2 separate regions of the Ovis aries genome follow, and region 1 is linked to region 2. A link is a contact called in public Hi-C data. All regions are on one chromosome and are shown on one strand. The core of a region is the stretch at or near the end of the contact, and the rest is flanking DNA. Distances in the headings are between cores, read along the strand shown. Region 1 has its middle 42 kb from the start of DIRAS3. Region 2 has its middle 21 kb from the start of GNG12.

Evidence for each region. A called contact is a pair of places that touch in the nucleus more often than the background predicts.
Region 1: a contact with region 2 is called in a Hi-C map of liver, with 5 times the contacts expected there. The contact joins two enhancer-like sites. A contact is called at or near these places in 8 of 16 Hi-C or Micro-C datasets (hypothalamus, liver, mixed tissues and 4 more).

Annotation. Positions count from the first base shown.
Region 1 is chr1:43,761,937-43,768,109 of ARS-UI_Ramb_v3.0, reverse strand. No RefSeq gene overlaps it. Among named protein-coding and RNA genes, the nearest start is that of DIRAS3, 42 kb to the right of the region's middle. Within about 2 kb of position 3,724, at least 27 of the 54 cell types and tissues checked have an H3K27ac peak or open chromatin away from gene starts, as enhancers often do. A contact at or near this core is called in liver, where this site is marked.
Region 2 is chr1:43,498,811-43,505,623 of ARS-UI_Ramb_v3.0, reverse strand. No RefSeq gene overlaps it. Among named protein-coding and RNA genes, the nearest start is that of GNG12, 21 kb to the right of the region's middle. Within about 2 kb of position 4,938, at least 1 of the 54 cell types and tissues checked has an H3K27ac peak or open chromatin away from gene starts, as enhancers often do. A contact at or near this core is called in liver, where this site is marked.

The DNA of each region.
Region 1 (6,173 bases), core at 2,475-4,974, 260 kb before region 2:
GAGGCCTGCCAGAGGCCAGGTGGTGGCTGGACGCCAGAGCCTTACAGAATGAAGTTCAGTCCTACCTGTGGTCCACCCCCGTGGCCCTGCCCTCCAGGTTGGACGCAGCAGCATCGACACCACCTGGGGCATGACTGAAATACAGAATTAGGCAAACCAGCATCCTCTGCCAGCCCCGGCCCACCAGTGAGGCGGCTGCAGCCTGCACCTGCCCGCTGACCGCTATCTCACACCTGAAGGGGCACCCCCAAAGTGCAGACAGGAGAGACATTTTCCCAAAGGAGAGGCAACTTTCTTGGTTGATACTATTCCAGTAGGAAGACCATAGCAGGGTAACTGGAATTTTTACTGAGGCACGAATTTGAGTCATGGCCACTGCCTGGCTGGTGGTCTGGGGAAGGAGCTCTGCTCTTGGGAGCTGACTGGGAGGATGGAGGGGACCCAAGGGCCACTTCATCCTCTGGCTGGTTTGGTCCTGTCACCTAGATCTCAGACATTAAGTGCATTAAGCATAAAAGGGAATGAAGTGAGGACCCCAGCTCCGTGCCACTGTTTCCTCATGTGTAAAATGATTCATATTGTTTATCTCACTGTGTTTTTGTAGGGAAAGGTGAGTTAGGTCAGGCTTGGAATGTCAGAAAGGCTCCATAAATGTTAGCTGTGATCATCAACATCACGGATTCTTGACATCTGTGGGTATAATGCACCCCAGACCCTTTTCCAGTTTCCTAAATGGCAAACAAAGAATGCATATGTTGGCTCCTGAGTTTCTCCAGACGACATGTTCCACGTTGAATGCAGTGTTTTCTGTGTACGTCATCACACTGCAAGTCACCATAGTGGTGAATACGTGGTGGCCAGAATTCACCGAGATGCAGTATTTTTATTACTCCATGAGTTTGTTACTGACTCAGTCATAAGCAGAGACCAACCCATCCACAAGAATGAGCAGTCCCTGGGTCCCCTCCATCCCCGCAGAAGCCCCGCAGAGCTGAGACTTTTGCCCAGAGCCCCAGCAGTGGACATGACTCAAATCTGTGGCCCAGCAAAGCTGTCAGTTATTATGCTATGGGCTCATTCCACCTGGAACTGTTTAAACCAAGTAAGTTGGCACCATGACTGTCAGAGGGCCATTATGATTTTTCCCAAGGTGTGTTTCAGAGGATGCTAGTTCCAGTGAATGTTTGCAGGTGCTGAGTCTTCACTGGGCTCTCAAGGAAGTTTGAGGAACCTTGGCATTTTAAGCAAGTTCCTTTTCTGAGGACATCTGCATCTTTCACAGGCCAGCTTTGAGTGTGCAGGGAGGATAAGGCAGGCTCTTCCTCACACTTCTTTGACCACATACTCTTGTCTGTGTGGGACATGTTCTACTGCAGTACTTTCCAGACCTTCCTCTGCACGTGGTTCACCTGGGAGCTTATGTGCTGTTTCTGACCCAGAAGATCTTGGGAGGAGCCTGAGAGTCTGCATTTCTTTCAGGTTCCCAGGTCCTGTGGATGCTACTGGTTCCATGGACTTGGAACAGTTGGGGTTTGAAGAGATACTTCTGAAAGGTGTGTGCTGCATTCACTACCCCAGAGGGCTCCTGTAACCTCCCTTTCGCACAGCCTTAACACTTGCTGAAGTGTTGGAGTGTGGGAAAAGTGAGCCGAGCAGTAGGCTGGAGAGGAAGTTCAGGAGAGCAAAGAGTCCCATCTGTTTTGTTCCCAGCAATATCTCCAGAACCGGGAGCTGAGCCTGGATCACCCAGGGGCTCAGTCACACCTGTGGAATGACGTCATTACTAGGGAAACTCAGCCAAGATGCTCTTTTCCAGGCATCTTCTGAAACGTGCTGTGCTAAGCTGTGATGGATTTGAGTTTTTCAGTGGGCTGAGATTGCTGCAGACTCACCAAAGATTTTGAAAAGCATCCAAAGTGTCTCTTTCTTAAGCTTATAAATCTGACTCAGCATCTAGGTGAGGCCCCCATCTGCGAGGCATGACTGCTTTTCTTGTTATGGGAGCTTCAACTTATGTGGTCTTTGAGCATTCATGGAGAGAGAGGGCATCCTGATCTGGCACTTGGGGGTATGGGCTACAGGTGGCCCATTATCTCCAGAATAAAGCACTTTCTTTGAGATAGGACCAAAGTAGCCCAGGCAAAGTTCAAGGGCAAATTATTAAACCAAGATCAAGGATTCGGCCTCAATCTTGTCCTGATGTTCTCATTACCAATACAGGCAGGGAACCAAATTCCTTGTTCTTCAAGTGTGTGTGTATTTCTTTGTTTGTTTTGATCTGAGAGAACAGGAGAAGCTATTTGTTACCATGGTAAGTACTCAGATTCTTATTTATTTTTTGTATGGAAGTATAGTTGACTCATGATATTATATTAGTTTCAAGTATACAATAGTGATTTAGTATTTTTTATGGATCATACTCCTCTTTAAAGTGAAAGTGAAGTCGCTCAGTCATGTCCGACTCTTTGCAACCCCATGGACTGTAGCCTACCAGGCTCCTCCCTCCATGGGATTCTCCAGGCAAGAATACTGGAGTGAGTTGCCATTTATTTTTCCAGGGGATCTTCCCAACCCAGGGATGGAACCCGAGTCTCCCACTTTGCAGGCAGACGATTAACCTCTGAGCCACCAGGGAAGCCCCATACTCCACTTTGAGTTATCATAAAATATTGGTTGTATTTCCTATGCTGTACAATATATCCTTGTAGCTTATTTTACGCACAGTAGTTTGTGCTTCTTAATCCCCTACTCCCATCTCACTCCCTTCCTTCATCGTGCTTCCTACTGGTAATCACTAGTTTGTTCTTTCTATCTGTGAGTCTATTTCTGTTTTGTTATATTTGCTCATTTGTTTTATTATTATTTTTTTAGATTCCACATATAAGTGAAAATATGCAGTCTTTGTCTTTCTTTGTCTGCTTATTTCACAAAGAATAATACCTTCCAGCGAGGTTCTGAAATAGGAGAGCATGAGCGTTCTTAAATAGGGGTTTAGTCTCTTCAACAGCTTCTCACCTTTGAGAAACTTAATCTTCTTAGGAAGCCCCAGCTCTCAGTATATAAGCTGTGCAGCCAGCGACCAATGGGAAGCGCGCTGGGAGCTCCTCAGTGATTCCTGAGCTGAGGCCATCCCAGAGGGCCTCTCAGAGAAGTGGGAATGAGCTGAGTCTTCAAGTGGGTGGTTAACAGGGCAGGATAAAGGAGGAGAGTGTGAGTGTGAAGATGAACTTTCACAAGCATTATCTGGAAAGCTGTGACTAGAGTAGCCTGCCTAGAAGATGGGCTGATACGCAGTGCATAGAAAAGCAGACAGGAAGCGGAGTGTAAAAAGCCTTAAATGTCAGGCCACGGGGGCTGGACACCTGGACCCATCTCTTTAGAACTGGAGTCTGGTCCCGGCAACCACTAGGCAGTCACAGAAAGGCTCCTCTTGCGTGAGGCCAAGGGTGGTCACCAGATTGATAGGGAGCCACTGGGTTCGGCCACGAGGTACGGTTGTACAGCTTGTGCGCTGCGCCAGAGTGCCTGACCAACGCGCAGTTCTCCCTCCCCATCAAGCTGTGCGCCCTGGCATGGGACTGCCTTCTCCCAAAGGGCCTCCTCCATCCGGTGTTCAAAGACACCCTCGCGAGCTGGCGGTGGTCAGATCCTCTCAAGTGACAGCCGTGGGTGTTTACATTTTCTCAGAGCAGCCGCTGTGTATGTTCCCAGGGTGTCCCGGGGAGGGCGCTGCTCAGCTTAGCACAGGCCGACCGAGTCCTGACCGCAGAGCTGTTCTAAGAATGCGGCCAGAACTGGAGCAAGCCGGTTTTCAGCTCCGGGGCTCACGGACCAGCGAGCAAGTGGTCTGTACCTGTCCTCGCGGCCGAATTCAACGAAATCCTAACTTCGAGGAGGACTCGATTCCCAGCACGAAAGAAGTGAGAACAGAGCCTCTGCAGCCCTAAAGCTCCTAACGTGCTCCTAAAGTTCGGACCGGCAGCCCTCTGGACTGAGGGGCTTGGGCGGAGACTTGTCCCGCAGTTTCCGGCCTGGCAGGAGCAGAGACACAAGCGGAGGATCCAGAGAGACGCGGGGGCTCCAAGGATGGGGCAGCGGGTGTGTCTCATCAGGGGACACAAGCGGAGGATACAGAGAGACGCGGGGGCTCCAAGGATGGGGCAGCGGGTGTGTCTCATCAGGGCCACTGCTAGCCTTTGGGTTCTCCTGTCACTGTGGCAACCAGAAACTTTCCCCTGCGTGTTTCAAAGCCCCCCTCAGGAGGGTTGAATCATTCCCAAATGACAGCTGAGCCAGGTCCTGGCGTTGAAGGCAAGGGTCCCAGCCTGATTCAAAGGCAGCTGAGCACAGCGCCACGGTCTCCCGCCAGGTTCTTGGTTAGGCTCCTCTGAAGAGTGTACTCTGCTGACTGTGGTGCACCACCACCACCACCACCACCACCACCCCGCGCCCCGCCACGCGCCCAGCAAGGAGCGCCCAGGGTTCCCCCCCCCCACCCCCAATTATTGTCAGGGAGGTGAACCCAGCATCAAGGCCACCACTTAGCCTGAGAAGATCATGCGTGACTTGGGGTGTTTACTGCTCCTTTGCCTTATTTTCATATTTTATCCCATCCTTACGAGTATTTAAACAATGTATTGTTTCATCTTGGTCCTTTTGGAATGTTACAATAAGATCATACCTTAGTTGAGTTACCTTTTTTAAAAATTAAAAGCTATGCTTGTGAGGTTTATTTGAGTTGATGCCAGTAGGTGTAATTCATTCATTTTCACTTTCTCACACAAGTCTCCCAGGGCACGTGGGCAAATGTCTTGAGGTATGTATTTACGAATGAAGGGAATAGGTCAGAGAGTCAGATTTTCAACTTCTGTGCGGCACCAAATTGTTTTGCAAAGTGATTGCACAAATTTCACTGCTACTGGCAGTATGCGAAAGGTTCCTATTAAACCACATTCTCATAAATACCAGCTATTAGCTTAATTTTCTCAATCTAGTGTGCGTAATATAGTATCTTCTTGTTCTTAGTTTTCATTACCCTGGTTACTAATGAGATTAAACATAATTTCATGTTTATTTGTCATTTGTGCTTCCTCTTCTGTGAAATGCTTATTTGTTCCTGTTCTGTTCCCACTTTCATTAGGTTGTCCTAATTTGTAGAATTAAAAAGCATGCAATCTGAATATTAATTCCTTGTTAGTTATATCTCTTACAATTTTCTTAGTATTTTCACTTTGTGGTATCTTTTGATAGTATTAATGTAGATGTATTACCAGTGTTTTCTTTTTTTAAATCTATTTCTTATATTTATTTGGTTATGCCAGGTCTTAGCTGTAGTATATCGGATCTAGTTCCCTGACCAGAAATCAAACCCAGGCCTCCTTCACTGGGAGCACAGAGTCTTACCACTAGACCACTAGGGAAGTTCAGTTCAGTTCAGTTCACTTCAGTTCAGTCGATCAGTCGTGTCCGACTCTTTGCGACCCCATGAATCGCAGCACGTCAGGCCTCCCTGTCCATTACTAACTCCTGGAGTTCACTCAGGCTCACGTCCATCGAGTCCCTGATGCCATCCAGCCATCTCATCCTCAGTTGTCCCCTTCTCCTCCTGCCCCCAATCCCCCCCAGCATCAGAGTCTTTTCCAATGAGTCAACTCTTCGCATGAGGTGGCCAAAGTACTGGAGCTTCAGCTTTAGCATCATTCCTTCCAAAGAAATCCCAGGGTTGATCTCCTTCAGAATGGACTGGTTGGATCTCCTTGCAGTCCAAGGGACTCTCAAGAGTCTTCTCCAACACCACAGTTCAAAAGCATCAATTCTTCGGCACTCAACCTTCTTCACAGTCCAACTCTCACATCCATACATGACCACAGGAAAAACCATAGCCTTAACTAGACAGATCTTAGTCAGCAATTGAATATACTATCTAGATTGGACATAACTTTTCTTTCATGGCTGCAGTCACCATCTGCAGTGATTTTGGAGCCCAAAACAATAAAGTCTGACACTGTTTCCACTGTTTCCCCATCTATTTCCCACGAAGTGATGGGACCGGATGCCATGATCTTCGTTTTCTGAATGTTGAGCTTTAAGCCAACTTTTTCACTCTCCTCTTTCACTTTCATCAAGAGGCTTTTAGCTCCTCTTCACTTTCTGCCATAAGGGTGGTATCATCT
Region 2 (6,813 bases), core at 3,689-6,188:
TTTTCTAGGCTGTGCTCAGCACAGTCCCCTAGAATCCTCCCAGTCATCAGTGCTTTTTCCATTGTAACAGTGATGGCCCTTATTTCAGTCACTAAACAGCTCCATTTCTAGGGGAAGGTATTCAATCTGTGATGATATGGGGTGTCCAGAGCATTATAACATCTCCACTGAATCCCCCAACACACACACAAACACACATACACTGCTAGTATGTCCTGTCTCACAAGTTCAGAGCAAAAATATGGTCATATCACCCTTCTTTTGTACTTGAATACTCAAACACCCTCATGCCCTATTAGCAACAAGTGATATCTTGGGACATCCTCAACTCTAACTAGTCCAGTGATCTCCAGAGCTTACACAATGCACCAGCGTTCAGACCTGCCCCTCCACACCAAGATGGATGAGCCTAGAGCTGCCAAGTCTTCTACTCAGTGTCACCATGGAGACTGGTTCTGCCCAATCCTTCCCATGCTTGTCCCCTTATTTTTACTCTGAAATTACAGGTCTTTCCAATGACACCCTTGTTCTCAGGAATTCTTCCCTATATCCTTTTCACTGTGCTAGCAGAGCTGACCCAGAAGAGCTATTTTTATGAGCGATTCACTGTGTAAGACCTAGCCCTGTGTCACAAACTTTAAGATCTTGGTCCCAGATCCTCAGCCTAGATGTCTCCTATCCATAATGTTGACTTTATTTTAGGAATCTCATAACCCTTCACTGCCCTGGGCTTAATGGGAGCCCTCCACTTACCCTTCTTCAGCATCTCTACCCAACCAGACCTCAGGGAACAGAATTTGGAACCTGGGCCTCATGTCTTCCAAAATGCCTTGCCCTCTTATACAAGTCAATTGTCATCTCCTCCCTCGCCTCCAAATCAGTTTCCCCAGGTAGCAGGCTTGCTGGATTGACAAAATTCAGATATACCCCAACCCCCACCCCCAGAACAATGACTGCTTCTTAGCTCTATATTAAACCATTATAGGGGCCACTCAAGAAGCAGCATGACAGATGAGCCACTCTTGATAATATGTATATCCAGACATTTCAGATGAAAAAGCAAAGGCTGAGGATAAAATCAGATAATGCAGTGTGAACTATTTGTTTCTGATACATTATTTGATCTGTCTAAACATTCCCTGATAGCTCAGTTTATAAAGAATCTGCCTTCAATGCAGGAGACCCCAGTTCAATTCCTGGGTTGGAAAGATCCTCTAGAGAAGGGATAGGCTACCCACTCCAGTATCCTTGGACTTCCCTTATGGCTCAGCTGGTAAAGAATCCACCTGCAATGCAGGTTTGATCCCTGGGTTGGGAAGATCCCCTGGAGAAAGTGAAAGACTACCACCCCAGTATTCTGGCCTGGAGAATTCCATGGACTATATAGTCCTTGGGGTGGCAGAGAGTCAGATGCTACTGAGCAACTTTCACTTTTCACTTTTAAACAACATAACACATTTCATTAGTCTCCTCTTTTGTCTAATTTGGGTGAGCCCTGGAAGACTTGAGTAATTAAGATGTGCAGACAGTAACATAGATAGTGTAACTCCTCTTTAAATATGTTGGATACTGACAGCTTTCAGAAAGATATTTTGATATAGAAACTCTAATCTCTCCTTGGTTAAAAATATTTGTGAAAAGCAAACTGCTAGCAGATGGAAGCCCTCAAGACCTCCCGCAGCAAGAGGAAAGTGTTGCTACTGTGGGTAAATGATGAACAAGGTCCAAAGACATCAACCTGTTTCCTCTCTGCGCTGCAAGGAAGCGATAGCAGCATGCGTCATTACTCTTGATTGTGCATCACAGCACAGAAACCTAAGGCTTTAAGATGCGCAATTTGAATACATTCCATTCACCAGAATTGTTAAACAGTTTAGAGAACAACACTTTGGGAGAGTCTGATCCCTGGCCAACAATATCCATGACCATCTTAATCTCCAGATTCGTCTCCGCACGTCTTTTAGTCTGAAGCTTATTGAAAAACCTCAATTTCCTCTCAGAGGGAGAACTGATTAGAAATCAGCTGTGTCGGACTCTGAATCATGTCCGCCTGAGCCAGGGAGAGCAAACAGATTTTCATCTAAAGGGCCAACTCTGATCAATAACGGATTCCGCATCTACATCCAGCCGACAGCCAAGAGTAATGTCTGCGTAGGCACTGGAGGGACATGCGTAGGCTGTGGTCTGACTCATTCACCTCCCTGCTCCCAGGGCTTTGAGCAGTACACAGCTCACAGAAGGCGCTCAATCACAGTGTGTGAATGAATAAATGGATAAACTAATTAATCTATCACCTCTGGCTCCTATCTTCGAAAAAGTGCAGCGTTGTAGAAATCACGCTCAATGAGGAGATGTTCGTTTCAAGGCTACCAACTACCTGGTTAAGTCTCTTTACCACCACCTCTCAATATCCTTCTTTATAAGATGAACACAGCAGAATCTACCCTGATTAATAAGCAGTTGAAATAATGCACTTTACTGAAAACAACCCAGCACCAGACATTTTTCTGTAGCTGAATCCATCGATTCACCATGTTGCCATCTGCGTCTCAGAATGAACTGGCCTCTTTTAGCTGTCTGACCTCAGGACCTCCTGGAGACAGGATTATTTCTCAGGTGCAACCGCCTCTGGGAAACTAGCTTCAGAAAGATGGAGAAGGACTAAGGAGCAGAATAGGGTATGCTCCTGAATAGACACATCTATTCATTGCCGTGAATAGACACATCGGTGATGAAATTGTTAACTTCTGCACAAAATTACATGGTGAACTTTACAATAACATAATAAAAGGAGAACATGAAAAATCTAAGTGCTACACAGTGACATTTAGATACAAGAGAAGAGGTTTCCAGAGGTGTCTCCTTGACAACCAAAGGCAGAGTGGAGGGAGTGTAACCTTCTGTAGCCTGTTTCTGTCAAAACAAACTATCACATCACTGCATCTGTTCTAGGTAGGGGGGGGCCTCTCTGGGTTCCACAAAAAAAATCATATTTATCCATTAGAGTAGATTTCATACTCTTTACATGATTCAAAAATGAACATCACAGGGACATTAGAGAATCACATTCAAACTTTTTAGGGTGGCATTCCAACTCCTCTGTGATCAATCATACACCATCTATCTCCCATTCTCTTTCCTCTGCTCAGATCTTTCCAAAGGCTTTACATCCACATGAACTAAAACCCCCAAACCCTTATGCCACTGGCAAAGCCTGTAGAATCTGGATGATGTCACCTTCCCCCAGGCATCTGCTGTCACGTTGCCCCTCACCTACTCTTCTGAAGACCTGCTGTGTGTTAGACAGTGATCCCCGCCCCACACCAACGTGTTTGTCTCTGCTGTGCCCTCATCCCGGCGCACCTTCCACCTCCCTCCTCTCAGGTCCCTGTTGATGCTTCACCTTATCAAAGAGGGCTTCCCTGGCCATTCTCTTTGAATTACCAACTCCCGCTGCAGCATCCTCAGGTCTCTAACCCTTCATTGCTCGTCTACCCTCTGACATTTTGTCATATATGTGTGTGTATATACCTGTGTGTGTGTGTGTCTTTGCCCTCACGCACTGTTGCCCCTCCACCTAGGATCTTCTCCCCTGTTCATCTCTTCCTGGTGCCCAGGGGGATACTGTCGACCAGACACGAGCCAAACTAACTGGGAGGAAAGGACAGAAAACGGGAAGGAGAAGCTTGCCAGAAAAAGGTTGCAGCAGAAAAGAATTATGATAGGAAACAGAGAGAGGTGGAGAAATCACTAACTCTAGAAAAGAAGAAGAGAGTGAGAGGGAAACACTGAGCAGTGATCTTCACCAACCTCAGCCTCTTGTCTCGGACATGCATTTAAAGTGTCTGTTTCATCGCCAGCATCCAGAGTATAGCCTCTCATCTTTCTTCTCCTCCCACCTTTCCATCAACCAAGATCTTTCTTTTTTAATTTATTTTTTACTGAAGTATAGTTGATCTACAATACTGTGTTAGTTTCTGGTGTATAACAAGGTGATTTAGTCATATGTATATTCCATTGTAGTTTATCACAGGATATTGAATATAGTCCCCTGTGCTATATGGTAGGACCTTGCTGTTTATCCACTCTATATGTAATATCATCCCAAACTCCCAATCTCTGCTAATCCCAAACTCCCAAAATCTTCCTTACCCTTTAAGATCAATTTAAATGCCCACCCAGAGGCTCCTCTGCCCAACCCCTCAGAGTTTATATAGCCCTGAAGCCTTCGTTAGGTCTTCTCTCCAGATTTAGAGAGACTTTTCTTTTTCCACTTTTTTTCCTACAACTAGATAGTAAACTTCTTGGGAAACAGTTGTGTATATTCTTTTGAGATATGTTTGAATCCTGATTCCAATACTTAGAAATGTATTTCATTGAATCAAAATTGATATAAAACACAGCATTATTTTATATACCAGTAAAAACAGAAAAATACTGCCCATTAATTATAAGACACCATCAAGTATAAAATGCATCCTGATTGCAGAAATCTGAGAATGTGAAAAGGATACATCAAAGAAATGATGAAATAATGGAAGCTATGAGGATTTAGACTAGAGGCTAAACTTTGAAATTCAGACTTTCCATTTATGAAAACCAGGCTTTTTTCATTTATTCGACAAATATTTATCCATGCTTAAACATTACAATTTTTTATTAAAAGGAACAGGAACTGGCTCTGGTTAAACAAGTCAAGATTTACTTAAGGAAAGGTACTGGGAGCTCAGAAAACTAAAGAGCGGCTGGAGAAGCAAGACCCAGAGGAACATGAGGCCTAGGAAACAGGAACCATGGCAACAGTCTCCCACCAGGAGGGGTCTGCTTAGGATAGAAATTCTGGTACTTAACATTTTATCTTGCGTTGGATAAATTCAGGAGCCTCTGATGGATGGAGCCTGCCCCCTTGTGTAGGGGTCCTGGCCAGCATCTGCCCCTTTTGGCTTCCAAAGTAGAAAGACAAGCACCTGAATTTTCCATCCTATCAAAGCTACATGCAACAGGAGACAGAGAATTCCCCAAAGTGATTTGGGACACTGTTGGGAAGGCAAGGAAGGAGGAATGGATGTTCTGTAGCAAAACAAAAAGCAAAAGGAAGACAAATCTCACAGTGAGTTCTTAACATATTTTTCCCAGGTGGCTCAGTTGGTGACAAATTCACCTGCAGTGCAGGAGACACAGGAGATATGGGTTCTGTCTCTAGGTCAGGAAGATTCCCCTGGAGGAGAGAATGGCAGCCCACTCCAGTGTTCCTCCCTGGAATCCCATGGACAGAGGAGCCTAGCAGGCCACAGTCTATAGTGTCACAAAGAGTCAGACAAGACTGAAGTGACTGAACACGCACGCAGTACCCAGTGAAAGAGACAGGTATTACCATATTGTTTTTCCATGAAGAAAAGAGATTGCTACGAGAGGATAACTGGGGAGACCTAAATCCAATGACCCTTTTCTCCATCCTCATTTCACATGGACTGTCAACAGCTTCTGATGCAACTGACTACTCCCTCTCTGAAACATTTTCTTCACTTGGCTTTGAGAAGATCCTGTCCTCATGGTTTTCCTCCTCCCTCACTAGCCATCCCTTCTCCTGTGCTAGATCCTTCAACTCCCCAACCCTCCAATGCTGGCGGGTCCCAGGATTCAGACCTCAGACCTCTACTCTGTCTACGCTCACTCCCATGGGACTCTATCTAATCTCAAGTTTTTCAATAATATCTGTACACAGAAGACTGATAGATTTATTTCTCCAATCAGAACCTCTACGTGGACCCCAGACTTACATATCTGACTGGTTTCAATATCTCCATTAAGATGTCTAATCACAGGTTCAATCTGATCATGTCTAAATCTAACTCCTCATCTTCTCTCTGCCAAGCCTGCCCCATAGTCTTCTTCATTTCAGGCAGTGGAAACTCTATCCTCCCACAAACCTCGTGTTGCCTTGGGCTCCTGTCTATCTCTTACACCCCACAGCTAATCCATTGGCAAAGCCAATAAATCTGACCACTTCTGGCAACCCCATCACCAGCACCCTGGTCCAAGCTAAACTCATCTCTCCTGAACTATTGGAATAGCCTCCTAATTGGCCAGTTTGTTTCTGCTCCTACCCTCCTACATTCTAATTGTAGCACAATGCATTGTAACCCTTTAAAAACCTAGATCAGATTACGGACCCTTCCTCAAAGTCTTGGGATGGTCCATAAGCCCTTACATAGTCTTCCTTCAGCCCTCTCCAAACCTTATCCCCTGGCTCTCTCTCATTCATCCACTCTGCTCTAGCAGGATTTCTTCCTCCACTTTTTGCAACTGCTCTTGCTTCCTCCCAGAATGCTCTTTCCTCTAGGCTTTCATATGGCTTCCTCCCTGTCTCTTTTAGGTCTTTAACAAAATACCATGTCACTACCAAAGTTAAAACTGTAACACACCACCCAGAAACACACCCATGTACAACCTCCTGCCGAATTCCCCATCTGATTTCCTCCATGCCACTCATTGCTATCTGGCATGTTATATATTTTATCTACATGTGTGTTAACACATTAGAATGTGTTAACATTAGAGTGTAAACTGTGAGGGTGGGGGCTTCTGGTCACTGCTTACAACATTGCTTGGCACACAGCATGCTTTCAGTAAATATTCTTTGAATGAATCAAGTTGCCTAATCTTTCGAATATCAATTAAATAAATGTGAGAAATAACCCACACCTACAATATAAGATTAACCTAAGAGGCCAATGAAATACTGTGCCTTGTAAACCAAGCTAGGCTATATAAATGTAAGGAAGTTTGAGAACCTGTGTTCCATGTGGCCAC